Regions from separate parts of the Mus musculus genome. Here region 1 is linked to region 2. A link is a contact called in public promoter capture Hi-C data. All regions are on one chromosome and are shown on one strand. The core of a region is the stretch at or near the end of the contact, and the rest is flanking DNA. Distances in the headings are between cores, read along the strand shown. Region 1 holds the start of Adam2 (a disintegrin and metallopeptidase domain 2). Region 2 holds the start of Ptk2b (PTK2 protein tyrosine kinase 2 beta).

Region 1 (6,191 bases), core at 3,185-5,684, 200 kb after region 2:
GTTCCTACTGAGGGTGTAAATAGTCAGTTTAGTACCCTCCTCTTCTCTTGGAAGAGGCAAGGCAGCCCCATATCCGTACCTGGGGAAGGGAATGGTGCCACCTTTGTGAGCTGAGATGACTCATATCATTTTATTTCCAAGAGAAAGTACCCTCTTCAAGGCGGATCTATTAGACTGACAGAGAAAAAGCTATTGCTGTCTTTCTTAAAGCATGATGAACCCATGGTTTAAGGCCTTGAGAATTGATAAGCTAATTGGTATATTGCTCATACCAATATTATCAGCAGCATATTAATAAAAAAGAGAATACACACTGAAACCTATGTGTATGAAGACAGAGTTTCTAAGTGTCATAAGAACAGCTATATGTAGGGGTCTGTGGATGTAAGGTTATACTGGCCAAAGGTTATAATTACAACCAGATACGAGTTCCAGGACAGCCAGGGCTATACAGAGAAACCCTGTCTCGAAAAACCAAGAAGAAGAAGAAGAAGGAGGAGGAGAAGGAGGAGGAGGAGGAAGAGGAGGAGGAGGAGGAGGAGGAGGAGGAGGAGGAGGAGGAGGAGGAGGAGGAGGAGAAGGAGGAGGAGGAGGAAGAGGAGGAGGAGGAGGAGGAAGAGGAGGAAGAGGAGGAGGAAGAAGAAAGAAGAAGAAGAAGAAGAAGAAGAAGAAGAAGAAGAAGAAGAAGAAGAAGAAGAAGAAGAAGAAGAAGGAAGAAGAAGAAGAGGAGGAGGAGGAGGAGGAGGAAGAGGAGGAGGAAGAGGAAGAGGAAGAGGAAGAGGAAGAGGAAGAAGAAAGAAGAAGAAGAAGAAGAAGAAGAAGAAGAAGAAGAAGAAGAAGAAGAAGAAGAAGAAGAAGGAAGAAGAAGAAGAAGAAGAAGGAAGAAGAAGAAGAAGAAAGAAGAAGAAGAAGAAGAAGAAGAAGAAGAAGAAGAAGAAGAAGAAGAAGAAGAAGAAGAAGAAGAAGAAGAAGAAGAAGGTGGTTAAGACTTAAAAAACAAAAACAAAAACAAAACAACAACAACAATAAAAAAACCACATTCAATGGATCAATGACAAAAGACGTCTTTCGGAGAAACAAGATTGACAAGCTCTTAGTTGGAATAAGAGGTGGGTAAAACACTCAACCGACGACTCAGGGACCCAAAAGACGTTGAGTAACTGGTACTCCACAGAGATAAGAAAGCATGAGAGGCTGCAAGAACAATTATAGAACAATAAGCCAGAAGGGGGTGTGAATAAACTAGAGACAGCAGCAACCCAGAAAAAACCCTGAAGAAGCAGGAAACCTGAGGAGGCTAACAACAAGCAATGGTTTCAAATCAATAGTAAGAACCTGCCCAGTGAGAAAGGCCAGTACCAAGTAGCTTTGCTGCTGACACCTATCCTGACTTTTTTTGTTTGTTTGTTGTTGGGTTTTTGTTTGTTTGTTTGTTTTTGTTTTTTGAGACAGGGTTTCTCTGTGTAGCCCTGGCTGTACTGGTCACTCTGTAGACCAACCTGGCCTCAAACTCAGAAATCCACCTGCCTCTGCCTCCAAAGTACTAGGATTAAAGGCGTGCCACCACTGCCCAGCTCCAACTTTTAAAAATACTAGTATCAGCCATTAAACTATCAAACATAAGTGACATCGGGGAAGTCTCCAGACTCATCCAACGAGATCAGCATTAACTACCCTGATAACAGAAGCTAACAAAGACATAACAAAAACTAAAGACCGATAACCCTAATGAACACAGATATGAAAAAAAAAACCTCAATAAAATACTAGCAAAAAGTAACAAAACATCCACATTAAAAAGTTTATGCATCATGATCAAGTGTGTGCAGAGCCAAATACATGAGACAAAAGGGAAATCATGGCGAAAATTAGAAACTGTTAGGACCTAATATTAATGAAATAAAGCATTGCTAAATAAACTTTACAATGTGCAATATATACGACTAGCTAATGAAGCTAAATCCGGGGACACGTGGAAATTGCTACATTTAAATGAACAGGAGGAAAAGAAGGTTTTGAAACTATATAAACTTCCATTTTTAGGAACTATAAAAAGGACAAACCACATCCAATAAAAACAAGAATCAAGTCAACAAAATAGGGAAAATATTAACATATGAGAGTGAAATCTGGCTGGATCCTCTTTCATAATTTTTTAATTCAATAACAACTGACCATGAGTAAAGAGAAAAATCACGTTATCAAGACTATTTTGAGAAGATCATCTATGTGGAAGGCCTTTAAAAGGTTGACATGGGAGAGGGGGATGCTAATATTTTTTACAAATAGACTTCAAAACTCAAGGGAAAATGGATAAAACCTTTCAGAAATAAACTGGCTCACACTAGCGTAACTGGAAAGAGACTAGCTGGGTATTTTTTTTTTTTAAAGAAATTAGATCGACAATAAAACCAATCCTCTGTCAAGGAAATCCCAGCTCCTGACCCTTCTGTTCACAAATGCTGGGGAGCAGGGGACCCCACAGTATTGCACAATGAGACTGCTGCTCCGGACCCTCGGCGGGGCAAGCACGCATCTGATACAAAATCCTGGTGAGTTTAGTGCAGCAAAAGAAAGCTACAAGGATCTCACTGAATTTGGAGACAACGATTCTAACAGGAATGTGGTCAAATCAATCCGGGAAAATGTAAAAGTGACAAAATCTAACGGGGACACAAGTTTGCTTCAATAGTTTAGCTCACAGCATGGACTGAAAAGGAAGAACGTCCTGTGGCCAGCTTATTTACGCAGAAAAGGGATTTCTGTACATTGAAAATCCATGATAAAAATCCATAGGAAACTCCCATCAGGCTGAAAGGAAAGAAGACTTCTGATTATGACAAATGGTATCAACAGAAAACTACAGAACGCAAAGAGGAAACACAGGCTTTCACAGCCATTGCTGACAACAAAGGGATTCTATCGCCAATGTGTTTCCAGCTTCCATGTATAGTGAGAGAGAAGCGAAGCAGCCCATTTAGAGAAGGGGCCAGCATCTCAAGGAGGCAACTGCCAAAGAGGTAACTGCCCATGAGGCTATTTTTATGTCTGTCTGTCTGTCTGTATGTATGTATGTATGCATGCATATATATATATATATATATATATATTATATACATATATGTGTATGTATACATGTATGTGTATGTATACATGTACACATATATTTGCCCATAAACACAGAAAAGTATTACCCACCAGGAATAAACAAATTCAAAACAAACAAAATAGGGAAAGTAAGGATAGACATTGTTCTAGTTACATTCTGTCACAGTAACACACACCATGGCCAAAAGGAACTTAGGGGAGGAGGGGATTTATTTGGTGCACACTTTCAGGTCACAGTCTCTTGGGGGAAGTCAGGGCAGGAGCTCAATTAGGCACTTAAAGCAGAAACCATAGAGAAAGGCTGCCTACTGGCTCACTCCCAAGCCCGTGTCTAGTCAACTTTCCTATACAACTCAGGACCAGCAGCCTAGGGAATGGTGCCACCTACAGTGGGCTGCACCCTTCTACATCAATGACCAGTCAAGACCACCACCCCACCCCACCCCCAGAAAGATACACCACAGCCAATCTTATCTCAGCAATCCCTCAGATTAGACTCCCTTCTGAGGTGACTCTAGGCTATGTCAAGTTAACCGAGCTAACTAGAGCAGTGCTGACAGAGAACCTAGAATCTTCATTCACTTCTGGTGGGATGTAAATTAGGAGCACAATCTTGAAGGATTCGGAACTATTTACAAGACATACTCTTCCATCTGGTAACTTCCCCCTGGGAATAAATTCAGTATTGAACCAAAATCATACACACGGATGTTCATAGACAATACCAAACACATGGTGATGTATTCAATGTGCCGTATGCACCAACGGGAATCTGCTGTCGAGAATGGAACCCACCCAGGGATCTAGATGTGAAGGAATACAGTGTTTCAGCCTCTCTGGGAAAAGCTCAAGGCAGACAAAACTAGTCTGTGATCGTGAGAATTGCCAGGGAATCAAGCAGGAGGTTTGATGGTCCGGTGACTGATCTGGGTTGTAGTTACACTGGTTTGTCTCCTTAAATGTTAGTCAGACACCTATGATTGACACTATCCAAATATATGCAAAGTACTGTTTGATACTAAAACGTTTTTGTTATTAAGAGAGTCAAAAACAAAACAAAACAAACAAAAAAGAATTAAAAGTTTATGTACGTGTATGTGAACCTTTCTGCTACTCGGCTTTTTCATGAATTCTGATTCTCCGGAGTGAGTTTTGCTTCCTCAACTGCCTGTCCTCCCTTTTCCCTTCTTTGGTCTCAGATTTCAAACCCCAGCAAGTCCTTCAAACCTTTCACAGTTTCAAAGCTTTCACCGAGCAGCACAAACGCTTCCCGGCACACAGCTGCGCTGCCCACAGCCCCCACCTCGCGCCCCCAACTGCCCTGTAGAGGGCCAACTGCCATTCCCCGGGGCGGGGTCCAGGAGGCCAGGCCATGTGGCTCATCTTGCTTCTACTGAGTGGGCTGAGTGAACTTGGCGGCCTTAGCCAGTCCCAAACAGAAGGCAGTGAGTAACCACCCGTCTTGGGGCCTTTGGGATTCAGTCCGCACCCCCCCCCCCCCCTTCCCTCCATGTTGGCTTGGGCATCCCAGAATCTCACTTGAACATCCCAGGATCGCCCCTGCATAAGCTCAAGCCACCAACTCACCACAGCTGAAATGCAAAACGAATGCATGGGGCTTTCCCACAGGCCCCAGAACCCTAAGGAAGGAGATATTGGGGGGATGGGGTGATCCCAGGCTTGGCTCCTCCAACTCTCCAAAAGTTTTAGATCCTGTTTCGGGTTGATGATGCTTCATGGGATAAGGATGAAGGTTCCTCAGGGCGTGGGGGGTGTGGCTCTGAGAAATGCCTTTTGCACCTTGCAGCTCGTGAGAAATTACACGTGCAAGTCACAGTGCCAGAGAAAATCCGGTCCGTCACAAGCAATGGCTACGAAACACAGGTAATTAACTGCCAATTTGCTTACGAATTAGAAGTCACACAAGTATTTTTCTTGTCGAGAGGTTGCCTTGGTATTTCTCATCCATGCTCGCTCAATAGATTTTATACGTGCGCCCTGTTTTTGCCAACATTAACAAGGTTTAGAAAAATCACTGCTGATAATGCGGGATTTCTCAGCCCCACGTCCTTTGGTGCTTCTGAACACTCACAAGTTGACCGGATCCACCAAAGGATCTCTTCCCAACCACCTAGCCATGTGTGTTTGGAGGAGAGGTGATTGGTTGCCATTTAATAGAACTATGTTTTCCACTTTGTAATATGTTCCTCATTAAGATTATTCTTTTCAAACCATCTTTGCTTCTCTTTAAGATTATTTTCCTTAGCGTTTTGTTTGTTTGCTTGCTTGCTTGCTTTTGTTTTGTTGCGGTGTTTGTTTGCTTGTTTGTTTTGTTTTGTTTTGTTTTTTTGTTTCATGTAAGCGCTAGAATCCTTTGTGTTTCTTGAAGTAGCAAATCTTTGTGGCTGGGTCACAAATAGTCCGGTCATTGATTGCTCTTGCGTCATGAGCATTTCTTCTTCTGTAGCTCTGAAGGATGCAGCTTGTACATTTTTATAAATCTTTTTGAAAAGAAATGTCTGTGTGTGTTTATGAAACTTGAATCATTTAGTTAAAGGGGCCATTTTAAAAGTGATTGTTTTGAGCTGGGCGTGGTGGTGCGTACCTTTAATCCCAGCACTCAGGAGGCAGAGGCAGGTGGATTTCTGAGTTTGAGGCCAGCCTGGTCTACAAAGTGAGTTCCAGAACAGCCAGGGCTACACAGAGAAAACCAAAAAAAAAAAAAAAAAAAAAAAAGTGGTTGTTTTCTTTTTAATTGGAAAACAAAGATTCTACTTGCAAGGACTCACCAGTATATGCAGAGTACAAAATAAAAAAAAAAGCAACTGTCTCAACTGTAAAATTCAGGACTCAAATTGTCTCTCTGGTTAATGGCTGCAAGTCTATTACCCTGTAAGGAACCTGCTGGCTCCCTTAAAACAAAGAGTTTGTTGTACTGGCTCAGGGACAGAAGGTACATTTATATTACTAAACACAGTAAGGAAGGTCACTGTAAGAGTGAAGCCAGCCTGGCCTACGTTAGTAAGTACCAGGCCAGCAAGGACTATAGCCTGAGAACTTTTCTAAATAAATAAACAAGCAAA
Region 2 (5,765 bases), core at 618-3,117:
TGTGTGCACACAGAACAGAAGACCTTACTAGAGCAGAGATATGGCTGTAGTTCATATGTGTGCCCACATGAGGGCAGCACACACAAACCCAGCTAGTCTTCAACAGTCAGCCAGCTGCCATTCCCTCAGGTAGATCTCGCTTTACACCACAAGACGCTTTACCCACTCTTTCCCAAGTGCAAGGATTCAGAAAGCCACCCCCTGCCAACACCTTACGCCACCCCACTGCTCACACCCTCTGGTAGTTTTTTTTGTCCTGTGGTCATGTACCCCATACGCTGTTCACAGTCTTCACTGCTCCCCCAACTCTACCCCTCCACTTGTCTTTGAGTGCAGATAGTTGATAAATGGGGCCCTTCAGGATGGTAGAGAGGGTCCTGCTGGCCCAGCAGATGGCAGGGTATATTGTGGTGTTGAGGCATTTGAGGGTGGGTGACGCTAGCTTTAGATAGGGTTTTTAGTAGACATGGAGGATACAGCTAAAATCTACATTTTGTTACATCTTAAGACATATGAACTTTATAGCTTTAATTGATTTTATGATTATTGCTATTGGTTTTTCGGGACAGGGTTTTTCTCTGTAGCCTGGCTGTCCCGTAACTCACTCAGTAGATCATGCTGGTCTTGAACTCAGAATTCTACTTGCCTCTGCCTCCTGAGTTCTTAATTAATTAAGTCTGCTTTCTCTTGAGAAGCCATCACCACCACTCTGAAAGATGAGTGTTGGTAGCTTCTGATGGTCTCCTGGGGCAGCAGGTCTGTTGAACTTGGAGGTGGGGTAGGGTGAAGAAGTGTCATCATGAAAACTGTGGCTTTCACAGGGAGTTGGGCAGCTTGATGTTGCAGTCTCAGGACTGCTACTATCAGAGACAGAACTGTGACTAAACCCCAAACCCCAAAGGGCACAGGATAAAGATGTCTGGGGCAGGGTCTCCTGCTAAGTCCAGCTCACTGACCTCCACTTAGGAGAAAGTCAGAATCTTTCTCGGGCTAGAGAAGTAAATGATGTCGCAACTTAGTACTTTAGATCTGCCTCAAGTACCACTGCCTTACTGATGCAGTAAAGAGATGGCCAGCCTCTTCGGAGGGTCACGGATACAAACTGATGCAGGGAGAGGGCCACAGAAGAAAATCATTGTAAGGCTTCTCTAGTCTTTTCTGGTTTTGTTGTTATTAATGCTGGGTTGGGGTTGGGTTTTGGGGTTTGGGGTTTTTTTGTTTGTTTGTTTGTTTGTTTGTTTTGTTTTGTTTTGTTTTGTTTTTGAGACATGATCTCTTTCAGCCTAGCCTCATCTTGAACTCACCTCATAGCCAAGGATAGACCTCCAGAGCGTTGGAATTACAGATATCCACCACCTACACTCAGTATTATGCCTTTGGTTCTGGGAATGGAATCCAGGCTAGACACACATTCTACCGTCTGAGCTACATTCCCAACCCCTTCCCCGACTGTTTTGGGACTGTGTTCTGGTCCTCCAGGGTCTGGGCTCAGAAACCCAGTCCTAGGTGTTTCCAATCCTGTACCAGTCATATCGGGCATCCCTAATATTTATCTGACCTAGGGTGAGGGCCATTTCAAGGTGTGGAGCCATGGGGGCCACTGCTGAGAACATGGGTCAGGTCTGGTGACTAAAGGCTGCAGAGAAGGGTGCCTGGAAGAAGCCAGGTGTGGTAGGAGTTGGAGGTCAACCAACTGCAAGAGGTCCGGAGCACCTGAGGACCCCAATTGGGGCCCTAAGGCAATGGGCTCTGGCCCCCGGGTCAGCCGGGCAGCTCCAGGAATTGCAGGCGGCATCTATTTCAGAGTTTATGGTAAGAGGTTGGAGCCTGCACACACAGACAGCACACCCCACCCTTTAAGGAAGTGGAGAGGAGAGCAGCAGGGGTGTGGTTAACGACCGAGAGGAGGAGGGGGAAAAACAACCTGTCAGCCTCTTACTCAGCCTCTGCAGGCAGAGCCGCGCGTCCTACCTGCGGCGGCTGCGCTCACCTGGCCCAGCCCGGAGCCCTGGCCCGAGTCCGCGCCTCGCCCGAGGGTAAGTCCTGCGTGTTCCTACCCAGCGCCGGGGTCAGGGACACTTCGATCGCTCGACTTAAGTGGAAAGCTGGAGAGGGTCTACAGTTCCAGTCCTTCGGGAAGCTTGAGAATTCCTGGAAAGGTAGCCAAGGACCCAGAAAGTCGGAGGCGCGGAGCAGGTGCTTTCCCTGAGCTTGCCGCCCTGAGCTAGGGGGTTAGGGAGGGCGCTAGAGAAGGCATCTATTTTTGGAGTTCTTTTTAAGACTAAAGGGTGTTTCTCCCTTTTTGTCCTGTTATCTTATTCAGAGAGGGGCGACTAGGGGCACGATTGAAATCGGCTCAGCAACAATGCTTGTCTCTAAAGGTTGGATTTGGGAACTCCGAACCCAACCGAGGGCTTCAGAACCCAACTTCAGCTCTAGCTCAGACCTCTGCCCAGGCACGGCGCGCTCTTCTCCACAGTGCCCTTCGGCACCCATGTGGCCTATCTTCCCACCCCTGCACCACCCCTATCCCCAGCCTCTGGGACGTTTTGTTTTTGTTTGTTTGTTGTTTTTTTTCCCTGAAGCTGGAGCTTTAAGACAAACGGGGTTCTCCAAGAGGAACCATACCATAGTGTGTGTAGTGTGTGTAGTGTGTGTGTGTGTGTGTGTGTGTGTGTGTGTGTGTGTGTGCGTGTGTGTTCGTGCTGAAGTTCCAAAGTTCACACCAGCCGCACTGGCTCATTTTGAAGCTGCTTTCCCCATGCCCCTTGAGGGTTAAGTTCTGGGCTGCTGTTCCTGCTGCCAGGCTGTGCGTGGGCAAAGCTTTGGGTGGGTGAACAGCGAGCATATGGGTGACGTTCTGAGGCCCACCAAGTCCTGCCACCTGCCCTCACCCTCAGCCAGATGACACCAATATCTCCCATCACCCCTATACTGGAAGCAAGATTCCGATTCCGCTGTGCTCCTTGAAGAAACCAAGCTGGGACCTGAGGGTTGGGTGTGTGTGTGTGGGGGGGGGGCATTAGCCCGGGAGAATTGGAAAGCAGGAGGGAGAAGAACCTTAGCAGATCTTGTACCAGTCTGGAGCCCGCTGAGACAATGCATGGTTTGGAAAGGGTAGGGGTACCAGGCAGCCGCAGTGTGCTCAGGTCAACAAACTCTTGCGGTTCACAGTAGCTACCGGGTGGGGGCGGGGGCGCAAGAAATGCAGAGCAGGGGGTGGGGGAAAAGTGACTCACGACCCTAGGAAGGAAGGAAGAAGTCACATTCATAAGAAAGACCTAACTTTGGCAGGACAGTCTGCCTTCTTTCTTTCACTTACTAGCATCCTTCCTGAACCCAGGTACTCCTGTCAGGTGAGGGGAGACGGAGGAGCCTGTAGCTCCAGCTGCCCAGCTAGGGCGGAGCTAGGATGGGCGGGACTGTCGTGAGAAGAAATGAAGTTCCACCAATTACAGTGCCAGAGGGTGGGCAGGGCTGGGCAGGGACAGGTCCTGAATCTGTGGCAGAAGCAACTAAGAGAACTGAAGATCAATAGGGATTAACTAACCGAGGAGAAGAAAGCAGGTCAGAGCCTGAGAAGTACAAATCCAAGGGCTAAGAGCGGCAAGAGATACCGGGGAAACCGAAAGTAGCCAAGAAGCCCATCTTGTTAGGAGCCTAGAGTTCAGGGGCCAGGAGGAGCTGCAACCTTAAATAGAGGATGCTCCCCAGCCTAGGAAGGCGTGCTCAGGCTGCCATGGCAACTCCTCTAGGAGCAAAGCTTGGAACCTCAGGCTGCTTGAAACTTCCCAGGGTGCCTCCACTCCGGGATGGAGGTGCCAGATTTAGCAAATGAAAACATGGGGCATTCAGATTTGAATTTTAAATGTACAAATGTGTTGAAGACTTGGTTCTCAGCGTTAAGTATGTCTCATGCAGTATTTGGGATATACCTAATACTCCGGCGTTACTCACAGTTTATCTGAAGCTTTACTGGATGTCCTGAGTCTGTCTGGGACGCGGAGGCTGATGTTCTTCCGTCTAGACTGCGAACTAACCCAGCACCTCAAGAGCAGGCTCAGGGCATATTTATTTTGTGACAAATCCTGACAGGTCCAGTTGGAGGCTCATTCTAGGACTGGTCATGATATTGCTATTGAGAGAAGAAAAGCAGCACCCCAGACAGCTTACACATCTGCACAGCCGAGGGAGGGTCTAGGGACCGTGAAAGCAGCTTAGTCCACTTGGTAGTAACTTGGAAAGACACTGGACCAATGGTCCTAGATTCAGACCTATGGGGAAACTGTTGGATTCGCTGAGCCTCAGAGCCTATTTGTCGAGGTTTAGGGTAGGAGCCTTGATAATGTATGAAAGCCCCACTTGAGTGCTATGTATATTAACTTGAAACGACACATTCACAGTGACGGAAAGAGCATCCACAAAGTGCCTGGGGTGCCATCTTCTCCTGTTCGAATTTATAGAGTGTCTGGAGACCGCAGGGAACCTGCATTGGCTTGGTTCCTGTTTCTAGTGAGAAAAGTTTGTCTCTCAACAGAGGCGGGAGGGAGAGTGAGACAAAGTTATTTCCTCAGGGTTCCTTGCCCATCCAGGACCCTGCTTCAAAGACAGAAGAGACAAAGGGCTCTCTTCCTGGAGGGCAGCAGGTGGGGAGAGAGGACTGGCTCAAACCTTAATTAACTGGAGAGAAATATGGATGGATGAAAAGAAAATGTGCTCAAAACACCCAAAAATGCACCATAAAATTAGGTTTTCATTATCGTTTGTTTTATAATAACTTCCTTATTAGAAAACTCAAGCTGGGGCAAGAAGAAGGAAGGGCACCCAGTGAAACAGGTTCTGGCTTTAATGAGAACATTCCTAAGGAGACCTCCTAAAAGGGGAGAGAGAGAGAGAAAGGGAGAAGAGAGGGGAAGGGGGAGGGAGAGGGGGGAGGGAGATGGAGGGAGGGAGGAAGGGAGGGAGGGAGAGAGAGAGAGATTCCCTTGTGTACTAATGGGTTGTATTAAACGGTCCTTTTCTTCAGTGATGAATCTCTGCCTCCCCAGCCCAGCCCATTTTGTCCCCAGTCCCTTAAGGGTGCCATTTATCCGATAGAAATAGATATATTCTGCCAATGAAACATTCAAATGATATGTTGTTTATATTTACATGCCCAGGGCTGTGCTAGATCTCACAGAAAAGGCAAGTGTGGCTACAAAGGCCCACCAGGTTTTCAAGGAAAAGAAGCATTACACACACACAGAGAGAATGTGGATGCATGTGTGGGGTGCAGGCCACACAATCTATCAGAAGTCATTGCTCCCCCACACTTCTAACTAAGATGGACAAAGTTCCTCCTAGCATTCCTCCCAGAGTTATCATGCCCAGCTCAGAGACGCTCAGGAGCTTTTGTGTGCAACATTCCAGCCTCACCATTTTTCAGGAATAGAAATCTCCCTAACCCAGGGCTGCTTAGCCCTTCCTGATTGGTGCAGTCCCCAGTCTCTCATACACAGCTGGGGATTTATTATCTCAGACTACCTGGCCTGCCGGGGCAATGGGAACTTCAGGGAGTTAACTAAGAGGCGGAGACCAGAGAGGCACAGCTGGGATGGTTTGAGAGTCAGAGCAAGGATGAGAGAAGGGAGGGGTGTGTGTGTGTGTGTGTGTGTGTTGTGTGCTTCTCTTATCTTTCAGGCTGGCCTCAAGACAAGGGAGGGAGAGCAGGACCCTGGTAACACTAAAAAACAGGAACTTAGGATTACAGTGACTAACTGGACCTT

What was found. Promoter capture Hi-C pulls out the DNA fragments that hold promoters and counts their contacts.
Region 1: a contact with region 2 is called in a promoter capture Hi-C map of the SN4741 cell line, with 2.8 times the contacts expected there. The contact joins the promoter of Adam2 here to the promoter of Ptk2b in region 2. A contact is called at or near these places in 12 of 39 promoter capture datasets (the 3T3-L1 cell line, the SN4741 cell line, cranial neural crest and 6 more) and 5 of 484 Hi-C or Micro-C datasets (the HL-1 cell line, differentiating embryonic stem cells, embryonic stem cells and 1 more).

The regions. Positions count from the first base shown.
Region 1 is chr14:66,076,012-66,082,202 of GRCm38.p6, reverse strand. It overlaps Adam2 (a disintegrin and metallopeptidase domain 2), which reads left to right and starts at 4,434. Exons shown (of 21, transcript NM_009618.3): 1 at 4,434-4,553; 2 at 4,916-4,992. The coding sequence starts at 4,481.
Region 2 is chr14:66,277,154-66,282,918 of GRCm38.p6, reverse strand. It overlaps Ptk2b (PTK2 protein tyrosine kinase 2 beta), which reads left to right and starts at 1,867. Exons shown (of 31, transcript NM_001162366.2): 1 at 1,867-2,036.